Regions from separate parts of the Mus musculus genome. Here region 1 is linked to region 2. The links are chromatin contacts, called in public promoter capture Hi-C maps. All regions are on one chromosome and are shown on one strand. The core of a region is the stretch at or near the end of the contact, and the rest is flanking DNA. Distances in the headings are between cores, read along the strand shown.

What was found. Capture Hi-C pulls out chosen DNA fragments and counts their contacts.
Region 1: a contact with region 2 is called in a promoter capture Hi-C map of liver. The contact joins the promoter of Sfrp5 here to the promoter of Hoga1 in region 2. A contact is called at or near these places in 4 of 39 promoter capture datasets (embryonic stem cells, neural stem cells and stem cell-derived epiblast-like cells) and 2 of 9 other capture datasets (adipose tissue and liver).

The regions. Positions count from the first base shown.
Region 1 is chr19:42,199,905-42,204,192 of GRCm38.p6, forward strand. It overlaps Sfrp5 (secreted frizzled-related sequence protein 5), which reads right to left and starts at 2,348. Exons shown (of 3, transcript NM_018780.3): 1 at 1,588-2,348. The coding sequence starts at 2,107.
Region 2 is chr19:42,043,411-42,047,684 of GRCm38.p6, forward strand. It overlaps Hoga1 (4-hydroxy-2-oxoglutarate aldolase 1), which reads left to right and starts at 2,460. Exons shown (of 7, transcript NM_026152.2): 1 at 2,460-2,700. The coding sequence starts at 2,508. Ankrd2 (ankyrin repeat domain 2 (stretch responsive muscle)) reads left to right here. Exons shown (of 9, transcript NM_020033.2): 7 at 343-441; 8 at 633-731; 9 at 1,451-1,700. The coding sequence ends at 1,597.

The sequences.
Region 1 (4,288 bases), core at 1,098-3,597, 160 kb after region 2:
TACAGGCTCCTCCCTTAGCCCCCCTCCTCACAGAAGCTGCTCTAATTACTAAAGAGGAGGATGGCAATGACAATTCAAGAGCTCATATAGTGCAGGGACAGTATGGTGAGGTAGATTCTCTTCTGCAGCCACGACATACATTACAGTCTAAGTTTTATTCCATCTAGTGCTTGCTGTGAAACGGGCACTGCCTTTTCTACTTATCAGCAGAGGAAAACCAGGTGTAATGTGGTAGCCTAGTCAGCAGAGCTTAGGGCTCAGGACTGTGGCCCCTGCTCTATGACCAGGGTGGATATTATTTGCAGGGGTCAGGCACAAGCCAGCATTAACTTTCTCGAAGAAAGTCCAAACGACTCATTTTTATGTGAAACATTCTAATGTCATCTGTTGGCCACTCACACTTTTCTACAACCTGCCTTTGGGTTCTCTTGTGTGCTGGCCTCCAGGTGACAAGCCTCGCTGTGAGAAGGGGAGTCATGGGTAGCAAGGTAGGGCCAGGACAGGGTTCTGAGCCTGAGTTTGTCCTGCTGTTCATGTTTGGGCTCCAAAGAAACTATAAAAGGAACCTGGAGGATTCTGGGAACCGTGGATTTCTTGCTTAGCTGACTCTATTCCTGCCTGCCACTCTCAGCCTTCAAGATAGAGACTTTTCCCTCCCAGAATCCCCCAGAGAGGGAGAAGGAGAAGGTGGGAGGCTCCTAAGACCAAGCTGATTAATTTGAGAGGGGTTAGGGCGATACAAAGAGGAGCTCAGATGCTTTGGGAGGAGTGGTGGGGCGGGGGGGGGGGGAGATTTGAATGTTCCAGCTGTGGGGGCTCACGGGAGCGCTCACTATCCCAGTTAACAGGCAAAGGTTGCCTGCTGGGAGCTATGGGTGTGTATGTGGGGGGCGGGGGAGATGCTAGGGGCTCAGGCCAGTTTGGAAGAGGACAGGCATTCTTGGAGAAAGGAGGAGGGGGTGTGGCCCCCAGATATGGGACAGCTTTGAGGACCTGCACAATGAAAAGGAAGATGAATCAGAAATCAGGTCTAATGGCAGTATAACGAGCCAGTGGGAAGCAGGGCTTGGGAGCTCAAGATGCTGGACTTCACTGCTGGGCAAAGAAGGTTCAGAAAAGTAAAGTACCCAAAAGCCTAGGAATTGGGAGGAGGGGAAGTTAGGGTTACAGGCCTTGAAACGAGGGCCCTCAGGGCTTCCCTAACCACCCGCCTCTTCTCAAAGTTCCCGAGGTCAGGGAAGGAGTAGCGCTTGTCTGGGTGTCGGCAGTTCAGGTCAAAGAAACTGCCTAGCGACCCCAAGCATCCTTGAGATGAGGAAAGGAATACGGCATTTATGAGGGACGTCTCCAAGGCTTCCAGGGATTCCGCAGCTCGGAAAACCGAGCGTGCTGTGAGTTGCACAAGGTACAGGTCAGAGTTGGGAGAGAACTAGTGGGAATACCCAGAGCTTCAAGTTTATAAAGGTTGGAAGGAAAAAGGAGACAGTGCCAGGGCGCTGTGTATAGGGGCTTGGCACCTATCGGGGAGTACAGATGAGGGTTTGGGGAGAGGATCAGTCCGAGGCGCTCTGGGCGCAAAGGCGCTACCTGGAGGCGCGGTGGCAGGCAGGTGCCCGAACTGCACCGCGATGCAGAGGTCGTTGTCCAGGGGGAACTTGTGGCAGTGCAGCATCTCGGGCCAAGGGAAACCGTAGGCCTCCATGAGCGGAGCGCAGCCGGCGCGCACGGCTTCGCACAGCGAGCGGCAGGGGTAGATGGGTCGGTCCAGGCAGACGGGAGCGAAGAGCGAGCAGAGGAAGACCTGGGTGTCTGAGTGGCAGCGCTTGGCCAGCAGTGGCAGCCAGCTGCTTGCCTGCTGCTTCACCTCGGCCAGGCTCTCGTGCTCCAGCAGGTTGGGCAGCCGCATGCGCTTGTAGCCCACCGTGTGACAGAGCGGCAGATCGGCGGGGATGTCGAGGCACTGCGGTGGCTTGGAGTAGGAGCGGCCGTGCAGCGGCTCGGCCTGCCAACCGTAGTAGTCGTACTCCTGGCCGCGTGTTGGCGCCCCATGCAGCGCCCCGAGCAGCAACGCCAGTGCGGCCGTCCGTGCGCTCCAGGCCACCCACATGGCTGGATGTTGCGGCCTGCCCCGACGGCTCGGTGCTCGGCGCCCCGCTGCCCGGCGTGCGCCCCGGCTGGGATGTTCCCTGAAGCCGGCTGCTACTAGGGTCGTCCAAGTAGGTGGCAGTCTCTGCTCCGCTCCGCTGCCGGAGTGATCCAGGCGCCTCCCACCACGGGGCTCCAGCCCAGGCTTCGCCGTTCCCTAGCCAATCTGCAGCCGCTGGTCCCCCTCACCTCCCACCCCCGCCCCGGGTTGGCGGACCTGGGAGGAACCCTGAGTCTTTCCCGCCCGGCTCGGGTCCCTCGGGTCCCGCCTCGCCTCGCGACCCTGACCCGTCAACTATTCTGCTGCCCAGACCTCTCCTTGTGCCTTTTCCTGGGGGCTCAGCATTTTTTTCACCCTTGCCCCCTGCTTCGTCTTTTTATCTCTCTCCACCACAGTCTCTCTCCTGTTCCTTTTCTCACTCACTTCACCTGCTTATCTCTGTGCCTCGGCCTTTCCCTGCTCGGCTCTGGTTTCCCTTCTCCAACACCTCCATCGCTCTTCTCAGATAATGGAGTCTCTTGGCCATCCACGCCCTCCTGGCCAGGCAAGCAGAGCTTCACCCTGAGGTCTTTAAGTATGCCCTGAGGTTCTGTCCAATGCCAGGCACTTGGCAGCCCTCTAGGGATAGCAGATGGCTAAGACAAATCCGTGGCACCCGAGGGGGCAGGGTAAAGGGAATTTTGGCTTCTATTTAATGAATCCCTACTAAGTGCCATGCATAATGTGCATCACTGAACGACCTTATAAACATCTGTTTATGTTTTTTTGTTTTTGTTTTTGAGACAGGGCTTCTCGGTGTAACAGCCCTGGCTGTCCTGGAACTCAATTTGTAGACCAGGCTGGACTCGAACTCACAGAGATTCTCCTGCCTCTGCCTCCCGAGTGCTAAGATTAAAGGCATGCACACCCCGCCCGGCTATCCATGCCCTTTTCTAATGAAAGCTCACACCCAATAGGTGCTAGCTGTGCTTGGAGACTGTCCTAGGCACATTTCATAACCTACCTCATGGAATTTTCACAGTGATGCCCTAAGGAGGGTAGGAACCATTTATTATCACTACTTTACAGATAAAGATGCTGAAGCTGAGGTCAGGTGAGGATTCCAAGTGGCCATTGGATATAGGTAGTGCGGTTCCAGAGTCAGAGCACACATCAACAACCTGAAGGTCTGGATTCTGAGGATTTGGAGACGTGGGGTTAACTGTCCCAGGGTCATGCGCTAAGGAGGGCAGGGTCTGATTCAGGCGGTAGGCTCCAAAGAGCAGAGTCACTATTGTTGGGCAAGATAGAGTCCAGCCTGGGCAGGAAACACTGTGGGTGTAAGGAGAACTGCTTCTGTCCTCCAAGCAGACATCAGAAAGGTGACTTCCAGGATCCCACGCTTAGTGTCTGTCTGGGTTTTGTCTTCCTTGACTTTTCTGTGAGAGGAACTGGAACAGAGGCTTGCGGAAGGAGGCTCTTATTGGTTTCACCAGACCTCTGGCTTCCCTTCCGGGGACGAGCTTCCAAAGGGCCGGGGGTGGGAAAGTGGAGTATATGTGAGGGGGGTAGGGATTGAGGGGGTAGGGACTGGCTCCACTTTGAATAAGGAGCGTTTCTCCCCAATTGTCCTTCCTTCTTCTCTTTGCTCCTCAATATTTCCAGGGCTCTTGGCTTCTAACCGACCTGCTCATGTAGCGGAGAGAGGTGGACCCACACTATAGTATCCACTCCACACATAGAGGACACTTGCCACATGCTGATATATATGAGGTACAAAGGCTTGGTCCTTCATGTAGCTGATGGAGCAGAGGAAGCAGGCAGTCCAGGTTGGGATGGGATGCCTCTGATGTCCTGGTTGACATAGTTGAGTCCACGTATAAGCCAGCTGGGGCCTTTCCTTTATGTGTAGCATCAAGAGTCTCTGCAGATGGGCGAAAGGTTGATCCCCACAGAGAGAAGCAGGGTACAGTAGTAATGGGAAAGGATGCTGTCTGCAACTGAAAACCAGGTTCAAATTCTGCCCCCTCTTTCCCAACTACCTGCGTAGCCTCTGGCAAGTAGGAGCTATCCTGACCCTTAGTCTCCTACTTTATAAAGTGGGACTTCCACTGAAGTGGTTGTGATGGGCAAAGATGGATGGAAAGGCCTTGTGCAGCACCC
Region 2 (4,274 bases), core at 1,210-3,709:
TGGGAATTGAACTCAGGACCTCTGGAAGAAGTCAGTGCTCTTAACCGCCGAGCCATCTCTCCAGCCCAGAGTCCCTGACTTTTTACAAAGGTGGAGGAGTGGACAATAGTTCACTGCCAGGCAAGAAGGGAACTGTAGTAGGCTCGCCAGAGGAGGTGGCACTTAGAGCTGTACGATCAGGCAACTGGGAGGGATAGTGGTATGTTGGACCATTCTCTCCTGTCCAAGGCTCAGGCTTTGGCACTCGGACTTGAGAGTAGGATTAAGCTGGAGATAGCTCTTCCACCCCAGGATACCACAGCCCAGGCCCATGTGCCAACAGTCCTGTTTCCTCCCGCACAGCTACTGAGCACTCCCCTGCATGTGGCCGTCCGTACTGGACACGTGGAGATTGTGGAACATTTTCTTTCCCTGGGCTTGGATATCAATGCCAAAGACAGAGTGAGTCCTTGCTTGCTCCCCTGCTCAGCCAATATGGGTGTAACAGCAGCCTACCAGGCTGCCAAGGGCGAGTAGTCCTTCCTTACAGGACCCTAGGGTGTCTGCTTCTGAGCAAGGTCTTTAGCCCCATCTCCTATCACCCTACCCACCCACTGACCTCAAGGGTTACCTGTGTGCTACACTGATTCTAGGAAGGGGACAGTGCCCTACATGATGCCGTGAGACTCAACCGCTACAAAATCATCAAACTGCTGCTCTTGCATGGGGCGGACATGATGGCTAAGAACCTGGTGAGTCTGTTCCTCGGGCTTGGTGGTTTGGGGTGCCCTTGCATGGTGGATGTTCTGCAGAGGCCATGGGGCAGCCACAGCCTAGGTACTCATGTCATTGGCGCTTGGCTACACCATCCTAATCCCAGGTCTCCCTTCATGTGTCAAGGCCCAAAGCATAAGTTTAGAGAAACAATAAGAGAGGTAATGGGAGGACTTCCCCAAGGTTCCCAGATAGGTGAAGGGGATCGCAGTGCCCAGGCCCAATCCATGGAGGGCCAGTGGAAAGGGAATCAAATTACTTGGTTGGTGTGGCCATTCTAGCACCTCATGTTGGTTCGTGGTAGGTCTCAGACTTTCTATGAATAGATGTCCTCTGGCCCAAGCCTATCTATTGGTTCACAGAACAATCACAGGAGAGGGGCATGGAAAAGTTCTTCTGGCACAGGAAAGCATAGGGACATTGAGGGAAGCAAGAGCACATGGAGAGGGTGTGGATGGTCTTAGCCTTGCAGACACTGGGGCTGGACGATTCATAATGAAGGGACTTTCCTGTGCACTGTCCCAGCATCTCAGGTCTCTGCCCACTAGATAGCAGTAGCAACCATAACCTCTAGTTGTGAAATGCAAGATGGCTTTACCCCTGGGCATTTGCCTCTAGCTGAGAACCACTGGTACAGCTGAAGACAATTTCGGGTGGACTGCTCAAATCTGAGTATGTCTACTTCTATTTTCTCCAGGCGGGAAAGACCCCCACGGACCTGGTCCAGCTCTGGCAAGCAGACACCCGGCATGCCCTGGAGCATCCCGAGCCAGAATCAGAGCAGAACGGACTGGAGAGGCCTGGGAGTGGCCGTGAGACACCTCAGCCTATACCAGCCCAGTAAATACCTACCCGGAGCTGGGCACCCAACCCCCTACTATGAGCTGCCTGCAGCCAGTCTAGCAGGAACACCCCTAGATGCAACACAATAAAGTGCTGGCTTTGCTATTTGTGGCGTTTGTCTCTGTTCGTGCTCCAAACACGTAAGAGCAAAGACTGGATGCTAGAGTGAGCTTGGGAACGCAGGAAATGTGGAGTCCCTTGGGTCCTGAATTAGTAGGTCTCCCGACGCTGGCCTGGCCTTGCTTTGTCCCTCTCATCCTGCTTTTCTTTCCTAATCCCTGGGGCCGCGATTGTGGTATGTTTCACACTGTGGCATACTCATCTTCTGCTCCTATCTTCAAGACTGTTCCATGGAGCTGTGTGTCCCTGTGTGGCCAGCAGAGGGCTAACACGTGACGGCCCTTGGCAGCCACTTGTAGACAGGAGGAGTGATTTTTCACAACTGCTTCTGGAAGAGCAAGTGGTTGGCTACAGTAGGGCGGGGCCAGGCCAGCTCAACCAATCAGTTCCGTCATGTTCAGCCAGCCTGGAAACGGAGGGTGTGCGTGTTGGGGTCGGGGGTAAGGGTGGGGTGGGTGGCTCCAGGCCCTGGCGCTGGGTAAAGAGGTCCCTGTCAGAGACTGTTTTTAGTGTTGAAACCCCAAGGGCCAGCTCTCTTTTAGGCCGTAATTGTGGCGTTTCTCCAGCGGCTTTCCAGCAGGGAAGAAAGCCGGCCTGGAGACTCTCTAGACCCGCCCCCGACCTGGGACACCCAGTGCAAAGCTGCACGCTCCCAAGCCATGCCCACAGGTTGTGGTGGGAACACAAAATTTTAACTGTGTATGTAGATCATTAACAGAGCGGGGAGGAAGGAGTCCAAACTCAGTTCCCCTGTGGTCACAGACAGCTGAGGCTCCAGACCTCCCGCAGAAATGCTGGGCCCCCAAATTTGGGCCTCCATGAGGCAGGGTCTGAGCAGGGGCTTGTCTAGGAATGTGAAGGGCAAGAAGGTAGACATTGCCGGCATCTACCCACCCGTGACCACCCCATTCACCGCCACCGCAGAGGTAGACTATGGGAAACTGGAAGAGAACCTGAACAGACTGGCCACCTTCCCCTTTCGAGGTAAGAGGGAAGTTGGGGAGCCAGATCCAGGAGGGTGGGGAGCTGTGGGGAAGCTCTGGCACTTTGGACAGAGCCTCACCTGCCTTTGTTTCCCCATCTGGGAAGGGCTAAGGCACCTTCTTTACTCCCAGGGTTATTGTAGTGAAAACATGGGGCAGTGAATGGGGGCATCCTTGTCTCTCAGGCCCGCTTGCTGATGGGAAGGCGCTAGCCAGGTCACACAGGAGGGCAGCCTGTTTTCAGCCTCCTTCCCCCTGGAGCCTGCCTGGGGGCTCAATGTGCTGGATCCTCTGATCCACCTCTTGTTTTAACCTGGGTCCTCTCCTTGAGGCCACGGACTACATCCTATGTGAGATTCATCTGCCTCACAGACATAGGTCCAGTAAGAGAAGGTAGAAAAGGGCAGTCCCCTGCCCTGCTCCATCCCATTCCACCCACCCAGAGCAATTCCTGGTCAGTGCTGTCAATGACACCATCTTGTAGGAGGGAACGTGGGCTCCCAGAGATGTGGTCACTGTCTAAAGCCACTCAGCTAACACATAGCTGAGCTGAGACTTGAACTGCTGACTAGAAGCTCTGTTCTGCCCACTGATTCTAAGTTGTGGGATCTATCTAAGACTATCCCTACAAATGTCGTTTGGTGGGTACCAGCTTGGAAAATGGCTTCCCTCTGACTGAGAAGAAGGTACAAGCTAGCAGCTAGGATAGTGGACTCTAGTTTCCAGTTGCAGTTTTGCCAGTGGTCTTACTCCGTGGGATACTCTAGCCCTGTTTCCCCATATGACACACGGGAGTGATAATGCTCTTGCTGTGGGGCAGCCAGAAGAAGAATCTGGAAGAATGTGAAGAAAAAGAATGGTATAGATTCTATAGTGCTATAGATTGGAAGGGATAGACTCTTGGGAAGTCTCAAACCCTGGGAGAACTATCTGAAGGATCTATTTAATATATCAAAGCGGACCTGGCTGCCAGGTTCTCCCAGCCTCCTTCAGTCCCTACCTGTTACAGGTATGGCTGGCATACCCCACCCTCTAGTTCCCTCTTTCCCCAACTCTCCAGCTCGGGGGCTGGGCTGCCCTATCCCAGAGGCTCTTCTCTGTAGAGTGCAGCCATTTTGGTTATCCACCCCTTTCTTTTACATCTTGGCCCCTGCACCTGATTCCCTTCCCTCCCATCCCCCGTCCCCTCCTTCCTCTCCTCAGTGGCTCAGGGTCCTGGTCACTCTGGACTCTCCCAGATGTTTCTGCCTCTGGCTATGCTCTCCCTTTGACCTACAATGAACTTTTCCCTCCACCACACCTAGGAGCAGTCATGCCCTTTTTCAGTTTTTATTTTTTTTTTTATTTTTTCATTCAACACTGTAGCAAAACTGCTTGGTGCTTGGTGACAGTGACCACTGGCCCAGGTGAGCCCACTTCATAGCTCAGGACCCAGATGATGTTTGTGAAGGGACAGTGGCCTTTGGGTGCACGTTCTGAGTGAGCAGGGGATAGCATGGCTACTAGAACTTGCTTATGCTGGCCTGGAGGGATAACCCTTAGCTTCAAATTGAACACTGTGCTTCAGCTTAAAGA